Regions from separate parts of the Macaca mulatta genome. Here region 1 is linked to region 2. Evidence: chromatin contacts called from public Hi-C data. All regions are on one chromosome and are shown on one strand. The core of a region is the stretch at or near the end of the contact, and the rest is flanking DNA. Distances in the headings are between cores, read along the strand shown.

Region 1 (6,447 bases), core at 2,684-5,183, 260 kb after region 2:
CATGAGGCTATTTCCCGGAATTGTCTTTCTGTTTGGGTTCTGGGAACATCGGGGGGCTATCCGTGGCCATCTGGGGTTTAAGTTTCATGATGGCCAAGCTTTCTAAATTTTATGAGGCTTAGGAATTATGAGGCCTAGTTTCAATATCTCATTAATTTCCTCATTGTCTAATTTAGGTAAGCCCTGGAAGGCTTGAATAATTAAGATGTGCAGACAGTAGAACCAATAGTATAACTCTCTTTAAATATGGTGGTTACCAACAGAGCTTTCAGAAAGACATTTAGATATAAAAACTCCATCACTCTCTCCTCAGTTAAAAATGTTTATTGGCCGGGCGCAGTGGCTCACGCCTGTAATCCCAGCACTTTGGGAGGCCAAGGCGGGTGGATCACGTAGTGAGGAGATCGAGATCATCCGAACACAGTGAAACCCCGTCTCTACTAAAGATAAAAAATTAGCCAGGCGTGGTGGAGGATGCCAGTAGTCTCAGCTACTCGGGAGGCTAAGGCAGGAGAATGGCTTGAACCGGGAGGTGAAGCTTGCAGTGAGCCGAGATTGCGCCACTGCACTCCAGCCTGGGCGACAGAGCAAGACTCTGTCTCAAAATAAATGAATAAATACAAATGTTTATTAATGCACATTGCTAGCAGATAGAACCCTAAAGATTGCCCATTATAAGAAGAGAGTACTGCTACCGTGGGAAAGCAATCCACAAAGTCCAAAGAAATCAACCTATTTCCTCCCTTGTGCTGAAAAGAGGTGATAGCAGGATGCACTGTTTACTCTTAATTGTGCACAACAGCATAGAGATGTAATAATTTAAAGCACATGATTTCAAAAGCTGGGAGAAACACATTTCGCTCATCAGAGTTATTTAATCAGTTGTGAAACAACACTTTGGAAAGAGGCTGATCCCTGGCCAACAATATCCATGGCCCACTTAATGTATATATCGGTCTTCGTGGGTCTTTTAGTCCGGAGCTTATTGAAAAACCTCAACTTCCTTTCAGAGAGAGAACTGATTCAGATTTAGCTTTTTTGATCTCTGAACCATGTATGCCTAAGCCAGGGATAGCAGATTTTCATCTAAAGGGCCAACCTTGATCTATAATAAATTCTACATCTATATCCAGCTGACAGTCAAAAGTAATGTCTACTTGGGCATGGGAGGTGTATGAACAGGATGAGGAGTTCTGCTCTTTTGCTTCAGTATTCCCAGGGCTTCGAACAGTGCTCAGCCCACAGAAGGCACTCTGTAAAAAGGCATGTTGAATGAATGAATTACCCTATCATCTCCAGCTTATATCTTTGAAAAAGCACAGTGTTGTAGAAAGCACACTAAAAACTAGAAGACGCCACCACGTATCTTTCTGGAGTTTGATGCATCAGTTCACATTTTGCCATCAGCTTCTCAGAATCAATCTGCCTTTTTCAGCCTGTCTGACCCTCAGGACGTTTCTAAAGACAGGTTTGATGAGTTTCCAGGTGCAGCCCCTTCCTGGAAGCCAGCCTCAGGATGGAGAAAGACAATCAGAATGCCAGAAAAGGTAGTTTGCAATGAATAGACTCATCAGTGATGAAATTGTTAACTCCTGAGCAAAATTACACAGCGAACTTTACAATAACATAATAAAAGGAGAACATGAAAAATCTAAGTGCTATACAGTGACATTTAGCTACAAAAGAAGAGGTTTCCAGGGGTATCTCCTTGACAACCAAAGGCAGAGTGGAGGAAGTGTAACCTTCCGTAGCCTCTTTCTGTCAAAACAAACTATGACTTCATTACATCTGTTCTAAGCGGAGGCCTCTCTGTGTTCGAATAAAAAAAAACAAAACACATATTTATTCATTAGAATAGATTTCCTGCTCAATTTAAATGACTCAGAAATGAAAATTCTGGGAACATAGGAAAATCGGATTCAAACTATTTGGGACACCATTGCAGCTTCGCAAGGATCAGGCCCCATCTATCTCTCATTCCTTTTCTTTCACTCAAATTTCACCACAGGCTTTGTATCCTCTTGGAATAAAATCTAAAATCCTTGCAATGCTGACAAGGCCTACCTGTTCTGGCCTGGCTAGCCTCCCCACCACATATGCATTTGCTACTGTGTTGCCCCCATTCACTCCACTGTAGAAATACTATTCTTTAAACCTGCCAAACACAACACTCCATCCAGACCCTTGTATCTGCCGTGCCCTGGCCCTGAAACACTTTCCACTGGAAGATTCAAAAGACTCTGACTCACTTCTTTCAGATCCCTGTTGACATGTTAACTTAGCAAAAAGGACTTTCTTGGTCCTTCCATTTGAATGAGAAGCTCACACCCCAACACTCTTGGTTCTTTAACCCTTTTAACATTTTTCTTCTTTGCTTTTATACCATCTGACATTTTTTCCATAGGCATATATACATATGTATTTAAACATTTATTTGCTTATGGCTTATCTCCTCTTATTAGAATGTAAGCCTTGTAAGGAAGAAACATCATTTTTATTTCACTACTCTATCCCCAGTACCTAGAGCAGTACCTGGTGTATACTCAAATATTCATTGAATGGATGAGCAAACCCCTCTTCCCAGCCTACCCTTTCATGGTATTCAGGCACTCTTCCTCACATACATCATGCATTGCACCTCCATGCTCATTGCTGTTCCTCCCCCTGAAATACTGTTTCCCTTATTTCTGGATCCCAGAGTAATTTCTCTTTTATTTGTTTGTCTGTTTTGAGACACGGTCTTGCTCTGTCACCCAGGCTGGAATGCAGTGGTGCCATCATAGCTTACTTCAGCCTTTAACTTCTGAGCTCAAGTGATCCTCCCACCTCAGCCTCCAGAGTAGATAAGACTACAGGTGTGCATTACCATGCTGGCTAATTTTTAAAAAATGTAGAGTTGGGGGTCTTGCTATGTTGCCCAGGCTGCCAAGAGGGATTTCTGTCCAGCACACACAAGAGCTGAACTGATTGGGAGGAATGGACAGGAGGTAGGAAGGTGGGAACTTTCCAGAAAAAGATTGCAGCAGAAAACAGTTATAATGGCGAACACAGGGAGAATTGGAAGAATAATTTACCATGGAGAAGGAGAAGGGAAAGAGTCACAGGGGAGACACCAAGCAACCATCTCCACCAAACTCAGCCTCGTGGCCCAGACCTGCATTTAAGAGTCTGCAGGGTTGCCATCATCTAGAACCTAGTCCTCCTTCCTCTCCTTTCTTCTCACATTTCCATCCATCCAAACCTTTCTTACCAAGATCAACATAAATGCCTACCCTGTGGCTTCCCCACTCAGCCCTTCAGAGTCATGTGCCCCTGCAGCTTTAGTGAGGGCCTCCACTCAGTGTTTATGAAACCCTACTCTGTATTTGACAAAGGTTTGTGGGGTTTTCCTACTTGCTTTTTTCTCCAACTAAATAGTAAACTCCTTGAAAAGCAAAGATGTACAGACTTTTGCAATATGTTTAAATTTTGACTTCAATACTGACTATCATATTTCATAGAATCTAAGCTAATATAAGATACATTATTTTATATACTACTAAAAACAGAAAAATACTTCCACTTGATTGTAAGACATTGCCAATTGTAAAAAGCATCCTGATTTCAGAGATCTGAGAATGTGAAAAGTGAGCATAGAAGAACTGATGGAAGACATGTGGCCTTAGACACGTGGTAAGCCTCTCTGAACTTTAGACTCACCATTCATGAAATGAAAACCATACTTTTTCATTCATTCGGCAAATGTGTATTGAGTGCTTAGGTGTTGGGAACTTTTTAAGTTGAAAGGAATAGGAACTGGCTCTGGTTAATGTAAGCAAAACAGGATTTACTGGAAGGATATTGGGAGCTCAGAGAAACAAGGGCTGGAGCAGCTGGCTTGGTGATGGCAGGAAGCAGGGGAGCACCGAGGCCTGGGAAATGGAAACCATGGCAACAGCTCTCACCAGGAGAGCTCTGGTGAGGACAGAGATGCTGGGATTCAACTCGTCCTCTTGTCCATGGGTAACTCAGGAGCCTCTGATGGACACAGCCTGCCCCCTGGTGTAGGGGTCTGGGGCGGCATCTGCTCGCTTTGGCTTCCACAGTAGGAGGCAAACACAGAATTTGCCATCCCATCAAGACCACACACGACAGAAGAGTGGAAATTCCCCAAAGTGATTTGGAACATTAGAAAGATGAGAAAGGGAAATGGACAACATGTGATCAAAACAGAAACCAAAAGAGATAAATTGCATAACATATTCCTAATATGTGCCAGCCACTATGCCCCCAAACAGTCATGGTCCCTGTTCTCATAGGGGTTACTGTTACTATCCAGTGAAAGAGGCAAACAAGAAAGAGAGAAAGAGAAAGAGAAAGAAGGAAGGAAAGGGGAGGGGAGGGGAGGGGAGGGGAGGAGAGGGGAGGGGAGGGAAGAGGGAAGGGAAAGGGGAAGGGAAGAGGGAAGGGAAGGGAAGGGAAAGGAAGGGAAGGGAAGGGAAGGGAAGGGAAGGGAAGGGAAGGGAAAAATTCAGATACTGTCAATGGAGAAAAGACTGCTATGGGATAGAATAACTGGGGCTGCTTGGCTAAATCCAGTTGCTCATTTTCAGTCCTCATTTTACATAAACCATCAACAGCTTTTGACACAGTTGATCACTCCCTCTCCAAGAAACACGCTCTTCACGCAGCTCTGGGGAAATCATGTCCTCGTGGTTTCTCCTCCTTCACCAGTTGTTCCTTCTCTTTGATGCATCCTCCCTTCATTTCCCCACCCTTAAGTCCCAGAGGACCCTAGGGCTCAGCCCTCAGACTCCCACTTTATCTATACTCGCTCCCTTGGTGAGTCCCTCCAATCTCAAGGTTTTAAATAATGTCGGCATACTGGAGATGGCCAACTTTATTTATCTAGCCAGAACTCCTACACTGAACCCCAGACTCGTGTATCCAACTGAAGTCTCAACAGCTCCATGGAGATGTCTAACTTAAAGTTCAAACTTATGTCTAAATCTATTCCTCCACTTTCTTCTACCAAACCTGCCTGACCCATAGTCTTCTCATTCAGGAAACAGCAACTCCATCCTTCCAGAAACCTTGGTGTCACCTTTCACTCCTGTCTTTCTCTCACCTCTTTCAGCTAATCTACCAGCAAACCCTGCTGGCTCGAGATGTAATCACCTCTCACACCTCCACCACTGTCCCGCTGTTCCAAGCCATCCTCATCTCTTCTGGACTAGTGCAATAGCCTCCTAATTGATCTCCCTGCTTCTACCCTTGCCCTCTATATTCTAACTTCAACACAACACCTTGAGTGATGCTTAGATATCTAGATCAGATCATGTACCCCTCCTCAAAATCTATTATGGCCCTGAAGACCTCAACCTTCCTCCTAACCTCTCCAAATCTTATTTCCTGGCTGTCTCATTCATTCGCTCTGCTCTAGCATGTTTCTTCCTCTAAGTTTTTGCAACTGTCCTTGCCTGTTCCCAGAATGCTCTTTCATCAAGCTATCCACAGAGCTTCCTCTCTCACCTTTTTCAGGTCTTTACCAAAATACCATCATCTCAATCAGGCAATCCCTCACTACTATATTTAAATTAGCAACACTACCACCTCCAAACACACACTCACACACAATCCCCTTCCCAGTTCCCATTTTATTTTCTCCATGCCACTCATCACTATCTGGTATATTACATATTTTATCTATGTGTGTGCTCCCCACTAAAACATAAACTGCATGAGGGCAGGGATTTCCTTCACTACTTACAACACTGCCTTGCACATATTAATAGTATGCTCTCAGTACAAATTTGTTGAATGAGCCAAGTTGCCTGACATTTCTGAGCATCAGTTGAAGAAACTGTGGGAAACAACGCTGCCTACAATATAAAATTTACATAAAAGGCCAATGAAACAGTGTGCCTTATAAACTGAGCTACGCTGTGCACACGTGAGGAAGAATGACAACCTCCTTTTCACATGACCACATTTTAGCACCCTGCTCTCTTAGCAATCTCTCACATAGACTGAAAACATGAACATTTGTTTTGCTACTTGCAATACAGGTGAAAGACCAAAAAAACTGTTTCCTTCCCTCTATGATAAAGGTATATTTCCTATCCATTTCTCACCACACCCTTATTACCCTCCCCTCGCAAGCCCCCACATGAAATAGAAAGCCCCCACTGAAAAGCAATGCTATTAGATAACAACAGTATTAATTAGGCCAGACACGGTGGCTCATGCCTGTAATCCCAGCACTTTGGGAGGCCAAGGCATGAGGATCCTTGAGCCCAGGAGTTGGACACCAGCCTGGGCAATGCAGGGAGATCTTGTCTCTTAAAAAAAAAAAAAAGAAAAGAAAAAATTAGCCAGGTATGGTGGCATGTACCTGTGGTTCCAGCCACGTGAGAGACTGACACAGGAGGATCACTTCAGACCAGGTAGGTCAAGGCAGCACTGAGC
Region 2 (6,462 bases), core at 786-3,285:
GATTGCAGTTGGGGTTTGTTGTTGAGCCATCAAATACATTTGGGGAGCATTGGGTTTTTAAGCACATTTCTTTCTGAGGAGGTCTCAGGCTTTAACATGCCACCTTTCTGAATCGGAGGCACGGGATGTGCTCGTTCTCAAATGCATTTTATCATTCTGCTCCGTTTCACTGCAGGATAGCTGGTGGGATTTGGTGTCTCATAGCAAGGCTTTTCAAGCCTTTCCCTGCACACAGTTCCCCTGGGATCGTATTATAAAGTGCAGTTTCTTACTCGGAAGGTCTTGGGAAGGGCCTGAGATGATGCATTTCTAAAATGCTCCCTGGAGGTGCCGATGCGGCTGCTCCACACACCAGACTTGAACAGTGAGGCTTGGGGCAGTATTTCTAAGAGACGTGTCTGCCAAGACTGCTACCCAAGGGGCTCCCGTGCCATCCCTTTTACAGCCCTAACACCTGCCAAAGTGCTTGGACCATATGAAAAACAGACTTGGCCAGAAGCTGGAGTGGAGGCTCATAAGGGCGGAATTTCTGTCTGTTTTGTTCCCAGGTATATTTCCAGAAACTAGAACTGTGCCTGGAACACAGAGTGGCTCAGTAATTACCTGGGGAATGAGTACATTACTAGGGTCATTCAGCAGAGAGATGCCCTTTTCCAGGCATTTTCTGAAACATTCACTGTTGTGAGTAGTGGTGGATTTGAGTCCAGGACTTCTGCAAACTCACCAAAGGCTTTTAAAACCATCCAAAGCATCTCTTTCTCAAACTCCTAAATCTGACTCAACAACCTATCTACAAGGCCTCCACCTATAAGGATATGGATGTTTTTACGGCCAGGTAAGGTTGGGTGACTCAAGATATGAGTAAACCCAGAGCTTCAGTCAATATGGTCTCAGAGTGACAGATGGAGAGAGAAGGCTTCCTGTGGTGGGACTAAGGAGCATGGGCCTCAGGCTGACCAGTGTCCCCAGAATAAAGCACTTTCTTTAAGATGGGGCCAAAGTATTCCAAGCCAAGTTCATGGGCACCTAACTAAATGAGGTGCATGGATGCGGCCTCAACCTTGTTCTGATGCTCTCACTGCCAACCTAGGCAGGGAGCCAAATTCCTTGCTCTTTAACTGTTTGTTTGTCTGTTTGCTTTGATCCAAGAGGACAGGAAGAGAAGATATTTGTTTCCATGGTAATTGCTTGGAATGATTCTTAAGTAGAGGAGCCTGAAGAAGTCTTCTCATTAGGTTTCCACCTTCAAGGAACTTAAAATCTTCTTAAGAATCAAGGTTCCCAATACATGAACTGTGCAGTCAGTGACCCATGGGAGGTACAAGGACACTTTTCAGTAACTCCTGAGTGGGGGCAATTGAGAGGGCTTCCCAGAGGACTGAAAATGAGCCAAGTCTTGAAATAGTTAGATAAAAGGTGAGGGGAAGGGAAGAGTATGAGGGTGTGGAGATGCAACTTCACAAGCATTATTTGGGAGGCAATGACTAAAGTAGCCTGTTTAGCAGAGTCTGGGGCGCAGTGAGTAGAAAAGCAATTTGGAACCGGAGTATACACAGCACTGAATGTCAGGCCATGGAGGCTGAACACCTAGGCCCATTCTTTAGAACTAGAGCCTGAGAAGTAGGTGGGACCCACACATTTTGCTTTTGGGTTTAGGCAAGCACGGGGAGACAGCCTCCTGAATGAAGCCAAGAGTAGACTGCTGAATTGGTAGAGAATGGGAGGGTCCAGCTTGTACAGCTAGCGCACTGCACAAGAGCACCTGGCCAGGAGAGCAGCAAGTAAGGACAGAAATACAGTTCTCACTCCTCTCATCAATCTACACACCCTAGCATGGGCTGCCTTCTCCCAGAGGGACTTCTCTGTCCGCAGAGACATCTGCACAGGCTGGTGCTGACCCAGTTGGCTCAAGCCACAGCCAGAGAATGTTTTCTCCTTGTGGCCAAGGCATTTTCTTAGAGCAATGAATACTGTACATTCCCAGAGTGTCCCAAGGAGGGCACTGCTTAGCTTTGAACAGAACGATAAAGCACTGCAGGCACGGTTCTGAGAACGCAGTTAGTACAAGAGCAAGCCAGTTTTCTGCTCCTGCTGGCTGTCAGAACAAGGGGGCAAATGGTTTGAAATAGTACACTTCAACTGAATTCAACTAAATCTTCGGCAAGGTAGGGTCAGCCCCCCAAGCAGGACATGCACAAGACAGAGCATCTCATCTGCAGCCCTAAAGATCCTAATGTTTGGACAGCAGTCATCTGACCTGTGGGTTTGGGTGGAGACCTGCATGCTTCATACAGTATCCAAATGTTTCCCAACCCACCAGCAAACATCATGTATATGTAGAGAGATGTAGAGGGCTCGTTCAAAGGACTGCTAGAGATGATGCTTCTCAATAGGGGCACACTGGCATTTAGGGTGCAATTGTCTCACACACTGGAGGATATTTAGCCAGCAGGGTCCCCCAGTCCTTGTGACAACCAAAAAAATCCCTCCTCCATGTTTAAATGCTCCATTGGAAAGGTTGAATCCAAATGAGAACTGAGCAGCCCCTCTCTTTACAGAAAAGACAACAGGCCCAGTGATTTGTCCAGGGCCACAAGGCTAGGGAAGAAAAAAACAAGAATTAGCACCCAGGTTGCCCACTCCTTACCACTTGTCACCAGCTTCCCCACCAGTGTGGTCCTTCTTTCTCCCAGCCTTGGTTATTCTCTAGGTTTCTGCATTGAAACCACAGAACATACTAGAACCAAATGATATAGGTTCATCTATGGTCCCCAAAGGCTTATATAAAGCTGTCCTAGCTCAGGCTACTATAACAAAAATACTATAGACCAAGTGGCTTAAACAACAGACATTTACTCCCTATAGTTCAGGAGGCTGGAAGTCTTAAGACCATGATCAAGATTAATCTAGACATGAATTCCTTATATTTTCATTTATGTTACTTTTTGATGATATTTGTGTAGTTGATTTACCAATGTTTTCTTTTTTAATGGGTACTTTTTGTGTCTTAAAAAAATTCTTTAAATAAATTCCAAGATTATAAAAATATTCTAAATTTCTTCAAAAAGTTTTAAGCCTTTGCCTTCCATATTTAAGATTTTGTTCTATCAAAAATTAATTTTTGTATATAAGAGAATAAGGAGCTTCTTTAATTTTTTTCTATATGGATAACTAATGCTCTGAGCACCATTTATTGAATAAGCCACTCATGATCTATAACATAATATCCTTTATCAAGCAAATAAATATACACATACATATACATACACAAACATATATATACACATACATATATACACACACACATATATATATATATGTATGTAGAGAGAGAGAGAGACAGAGAGAGAGAGAGAGACAGAGAGAGAGAGAGAGACAGACAGATTTTTGGGGATTTCTTAGTCTGTTCCATTGACTAATTTGATTATCCTTACCTCAAAACCATACTGTTTTAATTACTTTAGCTTTCTAATAAGGCTTGCAATATAGAAAAGCACATACCTTCATCCTGCTTGTCCTCAGAATGTCTTGGCTCTTCTTGGACATTTGATTTTTTATTTAATGCAATAATAATGTCACTGAAATTATTGAGACTTTTATTTTCTTTGCAGAAAAATTTTAGACTACTATTTTATTTAATGATTATACGGCTATTTAGGTTTTCTATTTATTCTCCAATTGGTTTCACAAGTTATATTTTTCTGGGCATTTTAAATTGTTTCCAATGTATAGACATAAAGTAGTGTAGATGATTCTTACTATCTCTTTTGGCACTTAAAGTATTTTTTAAACTTCATTTTAAATTAAATTTTTAAAAAATCTTTTTAAAATTTAATTTTGCCTATCTGTAGATATGTTCCTTTGTTCACACATATTTATACCTTCACTTTTCTCAATCTTACTAATCTATTTTTAACAGTCTTTTTAAAGAACTTTTGATTTGGTAGTTCTTCTCTATTTTATCTTTAATTTCTATTGTACTAATTTATGCTCCTTACTGTATTATATTCCTTTTTTTACTTTTTGTGTTGTGTTTCAATGCAAATTCAGTTGATTCAATGATTTCCCCACCGTCAATTTAGGATTTGGTTTTCTTAGTTCTGATAACTCTGTTATCAATTCTTCATTTATATTCCATTTTCCAGAAGTTTGTTGCTGGTGTCTCATCTCATATTTTGCCCATCCTTGTGGGTTTATATGATTGTTTAAAATCCCTTTGCTGTTGTTTTAATAAGTTTGGGGAAGGGAGTAAAATTAGCTGTATGTGTTCAATATATTATCTTTATTTGGAACTTATATGATTATTGATCCTTCTTTCTTTTTTTTTCTTGTGCTACATTCTGTTTAATTTCTTCAACTCTATTTTCTACTTTACTAATTCCTTCTTCTGCTTTTCAATAATAACCTTTTTCATTTCTATAAGTTATGTTTAAGTCTTTTTCAAATCTACCATTTCATTTTATAGCCTAGCATTGCATGCTTATTTCTATGACTTCATATTTTTTGAATGAATTTTATAATAATTATACATTTCAAATATTATCATTCTAATATTTAAAGTTCTTAGAGGTAGAAGTCTGGCATACCTCATCTCTTCTACCTCTTGCTTATAGTGGTTTGCTTTCTTGTGTGTTTGATTATATTTCATTGATCATATATTATTGAGTGCTCATATATTATTGCTTAATCCATGGAAATCTAAGGACCCAAGTTGAGGAAGCTTTTCTCTCGAGAGGAGATTTGTTTTTGTTGACAGCCAGAGGGTTACCCACCTATAAAAACTTTAGCTCACTGCTGGGATCCCAGGCTTAATCTCTCCATCTTGTTAGCTGGCTTTTGATTGCAGTTTTAACGTCAGCATTTGCCAGCAGGGCAATCCTGCCTTTCACCTATACTTAGCACTTAATTGCATTCAGGTCTTTTTTGGGAGTGAAGGTGGTAGTGCAAAAGTAGTATATAACTTCTTGCAAGCCCAGGAATAAAATTAAAAGTATGCTTTGTCATGTTGTCTTTATTTTATAGCACTAAACATTTCATAATATTTCATTCCTCATAGTACCAGAAGTGCTCTTTAATACTTTCATATTGAATTCTACTAACATGGGCCCCTCCAGTCATTACCATTTCTTTCCCTAATATATATATATATATATTTGGCCTTTTTCTGAGTCCATGGTATCTTTAGTGTGTCAATTTTCCCCAGGATAAGAAAATCTCTCAATTTTTTAATGTTCTTTGACTTCTGTTTTACTTTCTGCAGAGAATAAACTTACAGCCTTGAGCTGTACATTATGGTCGCCACTAGCTCCATGTGGCTATTAAATTAAAATTAATTAAAACTAAGTAGAATTAAAAATTCAGTTATCAGGGGAAAAGTCTCAAAAGAAGAATCCAGGTGATTCAGTTCAGCATTTGATGAATTCCTTTAAGGCCAGTGAACGACTCTTTGAGTTCATTGCCCACCTCAGTCCAGTCACCCACAGTGGAGTGGGAAGGGGTCATCTGGTATAGATGCCCACTAGGGGCTGGGTGGCTGGAGTGGGTACACTGCCTTAGAGGTGGGAGGGACACAGTGGGAGGCATTTTTAATATCCTCCATGACTACATTTGGATTTTAGGACCATCCTTGACATAAACGTTATTCCTGTTTTGGATCTCTTTTAAGAGATGAAGAAACTGAAAATCTGAGAAATGAAATGAGCTACCCAAAGCTACACAGATACCAAGGAGAAAAGACAGGATTCCTTTTCCAATAAGCTGGGATTATTCAAATTTCAAATGAATTGAGACCAGGCATCCAGAGTTCCAGTTTTCCCTGTTCTAACATATAGGATGATGCTCCCACAAGCCACTACGACATGAGATTCCTGCCCCACCACAGCACAGAGCTATAGTCAGGAACAGTGAGAGAATGGATGGGAAAGAGCTCTGGAATGCACGAATACCGTACACATACAAGGATTGTGGTTCCCATTTTAAAGACTAATAAAAGACCCACTGACTCAAGACTGTGAGCAGGCTATCATGAGCTTTTTGGCCTCAGAATTGTCCCTAGCTGGTGATTCATCTTATCTCCTGGAGAGCTGGGTTTGGAAGGCTCTGGAGCTGGCCTTCTGCCACACTGGGGAGTGTGCTTCTCTTCTGCACTGTATCCACCTCAGAGCCTGAGATGTGTCCTGCAGACCCGGGTCTGAATCCCTATGCTGCTGCTTCCACCGTCGTGCCCATGATGGGGTAGATTATCCATGTGTCTCATTTCCCTTCTGTGTAACATGTGGGTAATAAAAAAAAATAGCCCCTGCCTTACAGGTTTGCCATGAGGATCAAATGCAATAAAGCATGTAAAACGTAGGAAAGTGCCTGGCATATGAGAGATTCACAGTAAATGGAAGATAATGTTTTTTTCCCCTTTCTCTCTCAGAGTGAGGTATAGTTAAAAGGTACTTTCACGTGTATTTCCTC

The links. A called contact is a pair of places that touch in the nucleus more often than the background predicts.
Region 1: a Hi-C map of cortical neurons shows a contact between it and region 2, with 5 times the contacts expected there. The contact joins two enhancer-like sites. A contact is called at or near these places in 6 of 14 Hi-C or Micro-C datasets (blood, cortical neurons, fetal cortex germinal zone and 3 more).

Annotation. Positions count from the first base shown.
Region 1 is chr1:172,752,583-172,759,029 of T2T-MMU8v2.0, forward strand. No RefSeq gene overlaps it. Among named protein-coding and RNA genes, the nearest start is that of GNG12, 22 kb to the right of the region's middle. Within about 2 kb of position 3,934, at least 6 of the 40 cell types and tissues checked have an H3K27ac peak or open chromatin away from gene starts, as enhancers often do. A contact at or near this core is called in cortical neurons, where this site is marked.
Region 2 is chr1:172,490,211-172,496,672 of T2T-MMU8v2.0, forward strand. All of the region lies in intron 11 of WLS (Wnt ligand secretion mediator), which reads left to right. All of the region lies in intron 3 of LOC106999161, which reads right to left. Among named protein-coding and RNA genes, the nearest start is that of DIRAS3, 60 kb to the right of the region's middle. Within about 2 kb of position 2,036, at least 8 of the 40 cell types and tissues checked have an H3K27ac peak or open chromatin away from gene starts, as enhancers often do. A contact at or near this core is called in cortical neurons, where this site is marked.